Regions from separate parts of the Mus musculus genome. Here region 2 is linked to region 1. Evidence: chromatin contacts called from public promoter capture Hi-C data. All regions are on one chromosome and are shown on one strand. The core of a region is the stretch at or near the end of the contact, and the rest is flanking DNA. Distances in the headings are between cores, read along the strand shown. Region 1 holds the start of Gtpbp10 (GTP-binding protein 10 (putative)). Region 2 holds the start of Pclo (piccolo (presynaptic cytomatrix protein)).

What was found. Promoter capture Hi-C pulls out the DNA fragments that hold promoters and counts their contacts.
Region 2: a promoter capture Hi-C map of liver shows a contact between it and region 1, with 6 times the contacts expected there. The contact joins the promoter of Pclo here to the promoter of Gtpbp10 in region 1. A contact is called at or near these places in 2 of 39 promoter capture datasets (cranial neural crest and liver).

What each region holds. Positions count from the first base shown.
Region 1 is chr5:5,557,201-5,561,481 of GRCm38.p6, forward strand. Gtpbp10 (GTP-binding protein 10 (putative)) reads right to left here and starts at 2,341. Exons shown (of 10, transcript NM_153116.2): 1 at 2,233-2,341; 2 at 13-206. The coding sequence starts at 2,265.
Region 2 is chr5:14,511,947-14,516,447 of GRCm38.p6, forward strand. It overlaps Pclo (piccolo (presynaptic cytomatrix protein)), which reads left to right and starts at 2,972. Exons shown (of 25, transcript NM_011995.4): 1 at 2,972-3,514. The coding sequence starts at 3,276.

The sequences.
Region 1 (4,281 bases), core at 1,091-3,590:
ATAGGCACTTACCGACTGTTTGCTCCTCCTCCGGCCACAAACCGTTTCTGAGGATATTTGTTTTTAAGTTGTTTTAAGGTCATATTTTTATGGGCCACAACCCAGACGTCACCACCTCTTCCACCTTCTCCACCTAAACGAGGGTAACCCATTCCACCGCTTCCTCCCTTGGTGAAGATTCTCAGGTTATCAATGAAATTTCCATACTTAAGAAAATGAGAGAAAGAGAGGATATATATACATCACATATTCTTTTAACTTAAAAGGTTCTAATTTCATTCTACTGAGGCTTCGTTCAGGAAAGAATCAAAGCTGTGTGCATAGCACTGTGTACCCCTTTCTCACATTACTTCGTTTCCCACTCTCTTCCTCAACGATCAATTGTTCCACCCAGCCCCAAGGTTTCTGCCCTTTCCCCTGTTTTCATTCCAAACCTGACCTCAGTGGGTACTAGTAACTCTCCCCGCCCCCACCTCCAATCCCCGGGAAAAGTTAAGCTATTAATAGTTTAAAACAACTGAAAGCAGAAGTGCCTTTCACTTACATTTGAAACCCTTTAAATAAGTAACCTGGTGGGTACCCACTCAAATTTTGTTTTGGGTTCCCTCCAAAACAAAATGTTTTTATATATAAGTACACTGTAGCTGTCTTCAAACACACCAGAAGAGGGCGTCAGATCTCATCACAGATGGTTGTGAGCCACCATGTGGTTGCTGGGATTTGAACTCAAGACCTTGAACTCAAGAGCAGTTAGTGCTCTTAACCACTGAGCCCCCAAATATTTTAAAATCATCATCAGCAGCAACAGCAAAAAGCTGTCCCCTCAGTTAATTATCAAAGCTTATCTGCTCACCAAGACTGAACAAACAGATGGCTTTTCCCCAAAATTTTTGCATTCCAAGAAGCCTAACTCCTTTCCAGGACCTCTGTCCTCTTAGAATCTTGACTGTGAACTCCAAATGGTCTTTCAGGGTCTCATCATTCCTTCTTAATGCATCCGCCACCATGAGCCAAGAGCATCTCTTTCCCCCTTAAGTGAACCCGATGTCTATGTCTCTCTTTACTCAGAAACAGTCGTGACTTTGGGTTTTTACTGCTTCTGAAATAATAAAGTTTACAGTGCTGGATTCAAAGCCCTCACCGGATCTCACCGGGACAGCTGTCATTTGTTGGAGCCTTCCTGTTCTTTTCTGAGCTGCCCACTCTCCCTGCCACTCTATTCATGCTTTCTCCTCTGTTTAGATTATCATTTGTTCTTTCTATCATAAACCCATTTTCTGGTGTCAGTTTCAATGTATCCTCAAATACAACTAAACTATGGCTTATGGTTGTATGATCTGAGGCCTCCTTGGCCCATCACTCTCACTGACTGGCTTTTCAGGCTTCCTCGGACACTGGATTATATCCTCTGGTACTTTCCATTTAGTTTCCCTCACTAGGTAGGTAACTTCTTATAAAGCCAGTGTGTCATAATCCCAGGCTTTCAAATTACAGAGCAATCGTTTAAATTAATATTCACGTTTTTGGTAATCTGCAGTACTTTTGGGTATCAAAAAAATCTGTGGGTTTAAAAAAAAACAAAAACAAACTGAAGGTTGACCACCCTGAGATATTCCTGGTAAGGGCTTTTAAAGCTGTGTTCAGTATGTGACTTTTTCTTTATTTTCTAGATTTGTCATATTTATTAAGGACTCTCATTTATAATGGCTGTTCCTAACAACAGCTTATGTACATGACCTCTAGCTTTCACACACCGTTGCCAGTTAAGCTCACTGAGATTCTTTTTTAATTGAGCGGTTGGTTGCAGATTGTTATAAAAGTGGATTTTAAGACAGGCACTACATAAAAATTGACGTAAAATCTCTATATGAGGCACAGCAAACACACATTCTGACTTCCAGAAAAGTCTTCAGAAAGATATCAAAAGCAGTGTAAAGGAGGAGAAATGTATAAAAGCAGGTTATGGACTCTCTTTTAAACAATGAGAACCAAACCAAACAAACAAACAAGCCGGCACGTGCACCGCAATGCCGGGTCTAAACCGCAGGCAGGTCCCCAATTATCCTCTCACGTGCTTTGGGAACAATACAGGAATTCCCTAAAGCTGGACCCCAAACGGCCATCAGCGTGTCACTGAGACACAATCTTCTCCCAGGAGACGGGAACCGAGGAACGACAACCCAGGAGGAGAGCGGCGAAGACACCAAAGCTGGGGAGACCCCCGTCACGAACCTTTCTCAACAAAGCGCAACCGCAGCGCACCATGAGCTCCAAGGGGCAGGACTCCCGCCCGCAGAATCCGGACAAACTTCGGTCGGGCGCGCGTACTGACGTCACTACTGGTCGCAGAGGTGACGTCTCAGCGGATCCGCGCCTGCGTGCTGCATCGCGCTCGAGGAAGGTGGGCGTGTGCTTTGGACGCCTCTGGGTGCAGGAAGGAGAGTGCAGAGCCCAGATTCGTCTAAGTTGTGTGCAAGGGGAAGCAGGGCTCCGGGCAGGAGTCTCTGGAGTTGACGCTTTGAACGCTATGCGCTGGAGACTGGCCTGCCTCACAAACATTTTTATGGTAGCTGAAGAACCTGAGGTGCCAGGATTTTCTCACGATGAAAGACCCCTCCAACAGACACACTTGTACAAAACACCGAGAGCTCTAAAAGACTGCTGGATGATGGCTTGAGCAATTTTTCTAGCCAAGGCTTAAACTTCAGGAACCAGTCACTTAAAACTTGTAGCACAGAAGTATTGAAAGAAGTGTGACGATCTAGATTTTTACAAAGGATGATGTGTGCAGTGGAGGCAAACAGAAACCCCAACCTGGACTCAGCCGAGAGTTTTCACCTTTCATTTGAAGGCTGTCCTTGTGAGAACACGAGAGATTACATTCCAGCTTGGAGAGGAAGCTTCAGAAAAAGATCACTGAATGGCAGGCCCATTTCGCCAATCTTTCTGCCAAGTCTTTAAGTGAAAAAGGCACACGAGCGTACTAGAGGGGTCTCCCTTCACTGCTCATTTATTATTTTCTATCATTAGAATTATTAGGTTTAGAATCCTTGGCGAAATGTGACTCAGTCATGGTCACTGGCCAGGGCAGTGCAGCTGAGAGTAACCTTAAGGAATTGTTATGTTCCGTTTTTCAGTATGAGGTTGATTTAAAGTTAGTTACAGATAGCCCGAGGTCCTGCGCCTCTAAGGCCGCTTTCCTAGCTGGAACCTGGCAAAGGCTAGTCTTGAAACTCTGAAAATTGCAGTTACGGGCATTCTGCTACATGCCTGAGTCCTAGACTAGAAAACAGGACTCCAATTCATTTAGATAAGGTTCTGCATCCTAAACAATAGGATGGGGAATTTGGGAAAGGAGCGAGTCCTATTTGGAAGTACACAGTGTGGAAACTACTGCTCAGTCTAGATTAGTTTACTGTTCCTGGACTTTGAAGCTGTCATTTTCATTTAGATGTTTGGTTGGTTGGTTCTAGCCTCTGTAGATTAACATTAAATATTGACCCAAATGTCAGATGTTAGCCTCAATAAATATACTTACTATTTTAAAAACCAGAATATTAAGTTGCTGTTATCATACTTTTCCTGTTAAATCTAGAAAATGTGCTGCCATTTAAATTATGCCAAAATGTTTAGCCTAATGCACACACCTTCTAATGTTTATTTATGATTATTGAATATAGGCCCACTCTCTTTCCCATAACATACACAGAATATAATAACAATAAATAAAATATAAATAAGAAATTGATATCTAAAATGCTAAGGATCATTGATGATGTAAGCAAAAGAAAAATACATATACCTCAAACAAAACATTATCACAGCAAGATATTTTATTATAATTCTGATAATAAGATAGTAGAATAAACCTTTTAAATCTCTAAACTCGCTCTCCTAAAAATATGCTGTTAAAATTGACTTGAGATGAGGCTGGAGAGATGACTCATTGGTTAAGAGCATTTCCTACTCGTCTAGAAGACCAGAAGCCACGACCTAGCATCTAGGTTAATTGTCTCACAGGCTCATGTAACAGCTCCAGGGCATCTGATGCCCCCTTTTGGCTGCTGAAAGCACCTGCACTCATATGCACATATCATCACACAGATATGACTGTGTGTGTGTGTTTGTGAGCATATGCACACACACCCCCAGACCTGAACATACACACATATAATTTAAATATTTAAAAACTGGAATTAGGTGACCCAGAGGATCATCCAGATCTTATGCAGGGGTCAGTATTGCATGAACATTCTGGCATTTCTGTTAAGAGAAGAACAT
Region 2 (4,501 bases), core at 1,722-4,221, 9.0 Mb after region 1:
TCCAGTCATTTTTAGTTGCTAACTATTATTATATACCACATTAGAATCTATGAAAATGAGATAAGAAGTAAATGAAAAAATTTCATTCTCTAAAGCTAGGAAGTTATGTGGTTATATGGTATGCATCCGTAGAGTATTTCACAAATTGACTTGTGTCCTGATCAGGCTGAATGAATTAGAATGAAACTATCTTCAGTCAAATATAAATTTATTTAAAAGTCATTAGTGTGACAGCAATTTCCATTTTAAATTGATAAATCCCTCCCCCAAATAAAAACTTCCATTACATTCTACACCACTTTAATTCTGCCCATTAGAAGCCTGAGTTGCACCTCAGATTTTGGATAATTCAAACATGTAGAGACATTTTAATCTAGTAACATGGTTGCTCTGGCAAGGGATCACATCCAAAAACCTTCTACATGTATATGATCTAGATGGAATGCAGACATACTTCAGTGAGAAGATAAGAACATATTGCCAAAGTTACAAGGCTAAGCAGAGTAATTCAGTGAGAAGCCAAGAGGAAGCCAGTTTAAATCCATCAGCTTGGAGATGAGCTTGGACCAGAACAGCTGAGTTAATCCAACCAGCAAGAGTTCTGGAAGAGCCAGAAAGGATGCGCTTACTCCACACTAGGTCTCAGAGGTTCATTCTAGGTCTAGGTTAGATTGTATAGAGGCCAGAAGCTTCCAGGACTAGACCCAGGTTAGCAGACAAAGGCTGGAAGCAGAAGCCCGCAGGATTCAGGTTTACATAAGATTTTATTGTATAGAGTCTAGAATCTTCCAGGCCTGGGTTTAGGGATAGTTAAAACAGGAAAAGAAATGCTCTGAGGCCAGCCCAAGCTATGTATGCACACTAATTAGTTACAGCTATCATCCGAGGAAATAAAAGCGATATTTACACACATGTAAGGAAAGCACTTGACTATGGGTTAGAGTTTCTGTTCACATCAAGTTGGTAGAGTGCTAGTAGGCATGAAGATCCAGATTTAATAACCCAAGCACCACAGGAGGAAGTTACTCTTTGCTATGCCACCATTCCGAGGTCAGTTTGGGCTACACAAGACCCTGTCTCAAAAACAACTTCAACAACTCACTTCCTAAGAACTAACAAACTAGCTAGACAATTGAAAAGGAAAACCTAGAGTTTGTAAGGTCTTGATGACAAAGCCAATTTTGAAAGTCAGCACTCCAAACATGTCCTCATTGCTAAGTTCTCATTTAATAGTCCATTTATTTTCCACAACTCATTTTTCATAGTCTGCTGGCATTTTCTTCAAGGGGAAGAGTGTAAAGAAGAAAGGAAATTTACACTTTTCCAAAATGGGCCATATATTATTCCTATTAGTTACTAATTTCCTTACATCATCATCTGATTTTGTTCTTATGACTTCCCGGGTTCCTTTCCACCTACAGAAGTATATAAAAATTAATATGCTGTTTTCTCCCCTCAATCATTACTCTAAAGCTACAGCTTGAAGGTTGTGGTTTGCAGATGTGCATACATAAAATATTATTTTATTCTCTCAAAGGACGAGAAACAGTTAACATATGAATCTTCCTTTTCCCTACTCGTTTACAGATGATACTGATTTCCATGCGATGTCCATGCAATTGCTGGTTCTGAAAGAGAAATACTACAAGATGCAGGATTTTTGCCTAATTATGTCCTTTTTTGAAGTAAACTCCCCTTTTAAAATATTCACATATTCTATTTGCCTGTAGGACTATCAGAAAGTCTGATTGTTTGGGCTTAATTTGTTTGTGAAAACATTCTCTTTATCTTAATGAATGACTTGAAGCTCTGACTTTGGAAGTCACATCCCTAATATATTATGAAAGAATCAAAAAGTCAATCAGTTTCCAGTGACATAACAAATAATGCAATTTCCTCTGTTGAGTAGCTGTCATTAACTCTAGTAATGTTAGACACAGATTGTTTTGTAACTGTGCCAATTTTCTATTTTAAAAGTAGAAGGTTTGAACCTACTTCATAGATAAGAATTTTGTCAAAACTTGGAAATGTATCTTGTGAGATCATGTTCATATCTGTGTATTAGTTCAGTTTCTTATTCTTAGCTTTTGATCTCTTTAAGCTTAAAAGTTGAGACTTAACACTTTATAAGAAAACATTACATAGCAAATTTTGAGTTTCAGACTCAGCAATAATTGGAATAATTACTCTAGAATAGAAGTAAGAAGTATGGTGGTGGGGTGCTGAAAATATAGACAGCTTTGTTGTTAAGCAGCTGTGTGATTAACGAGATTTATCTACTGAGATTTTTCTCTTTTTACATTTGTTAAATTAGAAATAATAAAATGGATGGACAAGACTTGAAACCATGACTTAGAAGTTTTACATAAAAGCAACAGACTTCAAAATTTGTTGTTCCCTTGGCGAGCAATTTCCCATAATTCTTTCCATTGGTGTAGTTGAGGAAACAGCGCAAGGTGCAAGCATTCAAAAAATTTTCCCAATTTACTAATGTATCACTTTGAAAAAGTCAACCTAATTGTTCTGGTAAAGCTCTCTAAGATAAAGGCCATTTCATCTCATATTGGGAAATTTTCTTTAAAAACTAGACGGATTCTTTCTCCCTCATCTTTAGTTACCAGAATCTTTCTTAGGAAATTTTATAAATCCTTTCACAGTCCCTTGGGAGGATTCGGAGGTGAAGGGGGGCGGGGGGAAGAAAAAGAAACTACAAATCCCAAGAGGCAGAGCTGCAGACATAACCCCTTCCGCTCTTTTCCCCCTAAATTGAGCTCGCGAAAACTCAGGTTGAGGCATCCTGCTATATGCCTGAAGGAAGTGTCCGCAGTTCGCCGGGCCTTTTAGCATGGCATCATCTGGTGCCTTTAAGTCGGTGTCTAGGCGTCTACGCGCGATGCGACGCAGGGCGGGTAGGCGTGGCGGACATCACCTGTTCGGGGCGGCGCACGCGCAGTACCGGCGCGGCGAGGGGGCGGGGCGCGGGGCGGGGCCGTCGGCGCGGGGCTGGCCGAGCTCCGCTGCTTCTGGGCTGCTCCGGCGCTGAGGAGGCAACCGGGAGACAGGGCGTGAGAAGCTTCCCTGGCGCTGTCCAACATGGAGGAGCTGCCCGGCGCCGGCACAGCCTGCGGACTGGTCTGAGCTCGCCCCACTTCCCCAGGCAGCCGGGAGGGCGCGGAGCCCCCAGGGCTGGGCAGCCTGCACGCCCCGGGGCGGACCCCGGCTGGCGGGGCTCGGACGGCCGCGGGCTTCTGCACCGGGACGTGTCCCGCCGAGCCATGGGCAACGAGGCGAGCTTGGAAGGGGAAGGGCTCCCCGAAGGGTTGGCGGCGGCCGCAGGCGGGGCTGGCGGCTCCGGGAGCGCCCTGCACCCGGGGATCCCAGCCGGCATGGAGGCGGACCTGAGCCAGCTGAGCGAGGAGGAGAGGAGACAGATCGCTGCTGTCATGTCAAGGGCGCAGGGGCTGCCCAAGGGAAGCGTCCCCGCGGCCGCTGCGGAGTCGCCCTCCATGCACAGGCACGCACAGCATGATGGAGAGGTCCAAGCATATATATACCGCTTCCCGTGCACGTACGTGTATGTGCCCGCACGGTGGTACATATATGTCGCCTCCCTTCATTTTATTCTCCCTAATGGGGTGGCGATAAGGCGATCATAAGCTTTTGGATGGGCGGAATAAAAACGATGCAGTGTAGAGTTTCTGGTGGGATAGTCATGGGTTGCATTCTTGGAATTGTGATTTTAGGTTGTGATTCCCCTCCCCTTGGCCTTTTGCAACCTTTTCCACTAGGTTGGTGTGGAGAGACGCCCTACGGTGTTTTTACTAATCTGGAAATCTTCCATTAATACAACACAGATGTTTAAAAAATGGATAGAGCTGGGTTGCTTGTTTACCTGTACGCTTAAACCTCTGTAGTGTTCTGAGGTCTTTTTTCTCTGAGAATGATGTGTAAATATTCTTATAACAATACCCTTAGCCCACTGGAGGGGACTGGTCCTTCCTGCCCAACCTGTCCCTAGAGAACATGAGCTGCCTAGGTGAAAAGCATAGACTAAATATACCTTTTATATTCAGTGAAGGCCCTAAGATATTTTGTAACATTAAACAGATGGTTCGGTCACAGCAGAGCAGGTGCTGTACATGTATTTCTGAATTAGCATATGCTAGTTTAAAAACCATTGCTCTTTTATAATGCAAAAAATGACTTTCCGTTTATAGAACATGCGAATTTGTATTACCTTAAGCTTAGGTTTCAGTACTCAGTTAAAAACAAAATAAATAAAGGACAATTATAAAACTAATCTTTAGTATTAACATATTAATTTGCTCTCTAGCTTTTTATTTTCCCTTTTCCTAATGAATAAGTTGTTTTCTAATTAGAGGACCCAGGGTATAATCTTGTTTTCTCCACCTCTGTTATTGTAAACAAATACTTTAACTTTACATCCTTCTGCAGAAAAAATATCTGTCTATCCATGGTCCTGAAACATCCTTTGAACCAA